Linked DNA regions of Arabidopsis thaliana: region 2 is linked to region 1. A link is a contact called in public capture Hi-C data. All regions are on one chromosome and are shown on one strand. Each heading gives the region's core, a stretch centred on a gene start, on an enhancer-like site or on the middle of the called end of the contact. The rest is flanking DNA. Distances are from core to core; before and after follow the strand shown. Region 1 holds the start of TRN1 (tornado 1). Region 2 holds the start of LYM2 (lysm domain GPI-anchored protein 2).

Region 1 (2,751 bases), core at 86-2,585:
TCAAGTTTTCATATTGAGTACATTTATAGACGACTTTATGTTTTTTCTCCTATTTTTTTTTGTTGGACTTAACATCATATTAATTTTTTTCTATTTTTTTATTTCCTCCTATTAGAGTTTTGAAGGCTGTTCTATAAGTCTGTAGAGTGTCATCGAGTTTGGTGGACCAGTATATTCTTGAAGTTCCAACCATTCTATTCAAGATAGTTTTTATCTGTTTGTTGCTGACTTCACCTTGACCACTAGTCTAGAGATGGTAGGCTGTCGCAACCTTATGCTGCACTCCATACTTCTTTAGCAAGTTCTCAAACATCTTGTTCATGAAGTGAGATCCTCCATAACCACTCTTGGTATACCGAAGATGGGGAATATGATACTCTTGAATAGTTTCAAAACTACCTTAGAATCATTGGTTGGACTTGCAACTATTTCAATCCACTTGGAGACATAGGCTACGACGACCAAGATATACTTATTTCCCTAAGAAGATGGGTTAAAAGTTCCATGAAGTCAATCCCCCAGACATCAAACATCTCAAACTCGAGTATAGGATTCTTTGGCATCTCATTTTTTCTGGTGATATTTCTTATCCTTCGGCTATAAACTTATGAACATTCTTGAACATGGTTGGCCATTAGAGCCCAACTTGCAGTATCTTCTGAACAGTTTTGAAGGTTGCAAAATGTCCTTCATAAGCAGAGCCATGTCAATGTTCTAGGACTCCTTGGACTTTTTCTTCAACTATGCATCTTCTGAATAAACCATATACGCCTTTCTTGTATATAGAAGGCTCATCCCATAAATAATGGTTAATATCCCTAAATAATTTCTTTTTCTGATAAACATCAAGGCTTTAAACAAATCAAATACTAATTTATGCAATATAATTAATTTTTAAAAGTTATAAACAAAAATATATTATTAATTTTTTAAAAATGACCGATCCAAATGAACATATGAATTTTAGTATATAAATTGTGTTTACAAGCCAATGCTTTGATAATTCTAGATTCGTAATCCAAGAAATTCTATTTCTTAAAACATAAACTCTACAAAAAAACATATTTTTTTTATGGGACAACTCAGGTTTTCATATTAACTACATTTATAGACTAAATTTTATTTTTCTCCTATATTCTTTGGACAACATTAATTAATATTTTCTCTATTTTTTCAAGCTAATGGTTGACAAAAAAAAAGAATATTTAGGAGACAAATGAAATTTACAAAAACAAGAAGAAGTTACTATTTTGCAAACTCTCTCTTTTAATTAACAGCTTTAAAAGAAAATAGATAAACTCATAAAAAGCCCATAAGAGAAAACTTGAACAGAACAAAAAACCCAACAAAACCCAACTTAGTAGCGTCTCTCCATTCTCTTCTTCTTCGTCGTCGTCCCTGTCTTTTCCAAACTTTTTTGCTGTGCGTTTTTTTTTGTCCAAAGAATCATATTCTTTTGCCCTCTCACACGAGTCATATTTACCTTTTTGCCACAACAATCATGGCGGCGACGGCGGTGGTCTGGCAACCCCGAGACGATGGTCTCGCTGAGATCTGTTCTCTTCTCGAACAACAGATTTCTCCTTCCTCCGTCGTTGACAAGTCTCAGATTTGGAAGCAGCTTCAACACTTCTCTCAGTTTCCTGATTTCAACAACTATCTCGTCTTCATCCTCGTTCGCGCTGAGGTTTTGGAACTTTTCTCTACTCTCTCTTCGCTTCCTGAGATTTTTTTTCTTCTCCGTATTGACTCAATCTATTTGTCGAATGAGTTCGGATCGTTGAATTTTCGTTTGCTTATCGGATTCTCTTTGTTGCTTAGCTTTAGTTGAATCTACGTTTCCTTTGAATTGCTTAAGATTCTCAGACTTTAGAACATTGCTTCTCTCGTTATGAGTTTCTCTGTTCTGTACCTTAATGGATGGATATATCTCCTTTTGATCATATTTGTCTATGTCAATAGTTGATGTTTCTGTTGTATGAGCTTTTTGATTCAATTGACTTGAAGTTTACTTGTATCCAAATAACATAAATGTTGTGTAGAATTTGTGGATTGTGTCTTCTTCACTTGATAACTCATATTTATTTGCATTGGCAAGAACTAGCCTTGAGTTTTTATGTTGCTGTTGCTGTTTGATTAGGTTTTATGCATTTATATCTTAATTCACTCAACATTCGTCTATGTCTCCTTCTGAATAATTCTTCTTTGTCAATAGTATGACCTTTGTGATTCAATTGACTTGAAGTTTACTTGCATCCAAATAACAAAAAGTGTTGTGTGATTTTTAGTGGATAGTGTCTTTCTATCTTGAGAACTCATATTTATTTCAATTTAGTTGGATCTACATAGTCTATTTGCAGATCCTAGGCAAGAACAACCTGGAGTTTTTCATATTGCTGTTGTTTGATTAGGTTTTATGCATTTATGTCTGTTTGTTAAATTGCTGATGTGTGCTTGTACAATGATCAGGGAAAGTCTGTTGAGGTTCGTCAAGCTGCTGGATTGCTTTTGAAAAATAATTTGAGGGGTGCTTATCCATCCATGACTCAAGAAAACCAAAAATATATCAAGTCAGAGTTACTGCCTTGTCTGGGAGCAGCGGACAGGAATATACGGACTACAGTTGGAACTATCATCAGTGTTATTGTTAATATTGAGGGAGTTTCTGGATGGCATGAGCTTTTGCCAGCTCTTGTTACTTGTTTAGACAGTAATGACCTTAATCACATGGATGGTGCTATGGATGCATTG
Region 2 (2,751 bases), core at 113-2,612, 110 kb after region 1:
CAGAATTACATACATATAAAGTAAAAGTAGCAAATAGATAAAAGAGTTTTAAATAGAGATATTCTTTTCCGTACAACATGATTCCAACCTTAAAATAATTATGTATTCTAGAATCTACTAGCCACATAATGGACATTCATATAAAAATAAGATTATTAATATTAATAATTTTTATATTTTTTTTGCTGCAACTTTTTTGGAGGGTGGATAAAGTCCATTCAAGTACAAATGGTACCCGTCCATTAAAGCAAATTTGTTCATTAAAAATCTTTTGGATTGGGTTACGTAAAATGCGACTATATTGCCCTAGTTCTTTTCATATTTGGTTAAGATTTAAAACTGTAAATCTCCATTCATCTTTGTTTGATTTTTTCAACTGTTTTAAATCATCCTATAATATATAAAGTTATGAAAAACTCAATCTTTTTCTCCCTATATTGTGATTCAAAATTAAAAAAACGGACATATATTACCCAATTAATGGAAATGATGTGTGTTCAATGTCCCACATCGACTAAAATATTCAGATAATGATTTAGAATAATATTATATATATGATTAAAATAAATTCAAATTCGAATGTATAGGAAAGCTTACCTTAACAAGCATCCAAATTTAAAATTTTGTATATGATTTAATTCAGTCTTTAGTTTTATTGTTTAGTTTTACCGAGAATATTAAAATTTTCTAATATCAATAAAAGGTTTTATAACATTATAAACATTTGAACAAATAAAAATAAAATAAATAACATGGGACAAATTGTATTGTGGTATACAGTTATATGGTGAGATGAATTTTTGAATCAACATTAATAAAATTTAGAATATCATCAATCTGCCGCTTTATTATTTTTAATACTACCAATATTAGAAATATCTAAACAACCTAATTAAGATAAGATTGTATATACCAAAAATTTCTCTGTGATATACAGTTACTTAATAACAATCGTATATTATAAAATATAAATTTCTTAGAAAATTTTACAATTTGCAAACTTATGTATATAATAAATAGTCATCAATTTTTAAACTACTATTTTTAGAAAACAAATCATGAGATGTGTTATATTACAGAACAAAGTTATATGATGGACGGGTTTGAATCAATATTTATAAATTTTTTGAAATCATTAATATGTTGTTTCAATACGGGTTAAATTCTCAGTTTATTAACAATTGTTATGTGGACTTGTGATATATTTTTACTTAATAACGATTATAAACTAAAATAGAAATATTTTATAACTAAATATAATTTATAAAATTTTATATATACAAATTTTAAAATATAAATTGTCTTGCAGTTTACAGCTAATTAAAATTTAGTTGTGATATTATATCCAATTATCCATATAACTACACTTTTTTCTCCACAATTAGGGCGTGACAAATGGCAACACTTCAATCAAGGAACAGAACACAATGTGAAACCAGACTGTTCTCATTTATTTTCCAGCAAGTCAAAAAGTCAAACTCAAAAAGTCCTCTCTCGGTCAACTTTCTTCTTGGTCCCCATCTTCACAAATCACAACTCTTTTTATTTCCAAAGACCAAAAACCTGAGAACACACCGGCGACCTGAAAATGGAAACTTCCTGTTTTACCCTTCTCGGTCTCCTTGTCTCCCTCTCCTTCTTCCTCACTCTCTCCGCCCAAATGACCGGAAACTTCAACTGCAGTGGCTCAACCTCGACGTGTCAATCTCTCGTTGGTTACTCAAGCAAGAACGCAACAACGTTGCGCAATATCCAAACCCTTTTTGCCGTCAAGAACCTCCGCTCGATCCTCGGAGCTAACAATCTCCCACTCAACACCTCACGTGACCAACGCGTGAACCCGAATCAAGTCGTACGTGTCCCAATCCATTGCTCTTGCTCCAATGGAACCGGTGTCTCGAACCGGGACATCGAATACACCATCAAGAAAGACGACATACTCTCTTTCGTCGCAACTGAGATTTTCGGTGGTCTCGTTACGTACGAGAAGATCAGTGAGGTTAACAAAATCCCTGACCCGAACAAAATCGAAATCGGTCAAAAGTTTTGGATCCCTTTGCCTTGTAGCTGTGATAAATTGAACGGTGAGGATGTTGTTCACTACGCACATGTAGTCAAACTAGGGAGCTCTCTCGGTGAGATCGCTGCTCAGTTTGGAACGGACAACACGACGTTGGCTCAGCTCAATGGAATCATTGGTGACTCTCAGCTTCTTGCTGATAAACCTCTCGACGTCCCTCTCAAAGGTTAAAAACCTGAAATTTTGGATCTTTTGAGTTGAAAGTTTGTGACTTTAGTAGTTTTATTGGATATATCTAAATGGGTTTGGATTGGATGATGGTTTAGATGAAATAAACGAAAAAATTTGATTGAAAAGTCTTTGACTTTTAGTAGTTTCATTGGACAAACCAAATCTAATTAGGTTTGAGTTTTTATTACTAATTGGTGATTGGCTTTGAAGAAAAGTTATGAACTTTGAACTTTATTTTGCAGCTTGTAGCTCTTCTGTGAGGAAGGACTCGTTGGATGCTCCTCTGCTTCTGTCTAACAACTCATACGTCTTCACTGCAAACAATTGCGTCAAGTGTACTTGTGACGCTTTGAAGAATTGGACGTTAAGTGATTGATAATCTCGTTGTGTTTGTCCCATAGGATAAGCTTGTTCTTTTTTCTTCTTTTTCTAGATTCTGATGGTTTTGGTTTTGTATCTTGTGATCAGTTTAAGCTGTCAATCATCATCTGAGATTAAGC

What was found. Capture Hi-C pulls out chosen DNA fragments and counts their contacts.
Region 2: a contact with region 1 is called in a capture Hi-C map of seedling, with 1.9 times the contacts expected there. The contact joins the promoter of LYM2 here to the promoter of TRN1 in region 1. A contact is called at or near these places in 2 of 26 Hi-C or Micro-C datasets (callus and root) and 1 of 3 other capture datasets (seedling).

The regions. Positions count from the first base shown.
Region 1 is chr2:7,352,438-7,355,188 of TAIR10.1, forward strand. TRN1 (tornado 1) reads left to right here and starts at 1,336. Exons shown (of 29, transcript NM_001036282.2): 1 at 1,336-1,687; 2 at 2,470-2,751. The coding sequence starts at 1,502.
Region 2 is chr2:7,457,568-7,460,318 of TAIR10.1, forward strand. LYM2 (lysm domain GPI-anchored protein 2) reads left to right here and starts at 1,363. Exons shown (of 4, transcript NM_127266.4): 1 at 1,363-2,246; 2 at 2,494-2,614; 3 at 2,720-2,751. The coding sequence starts at 1,589.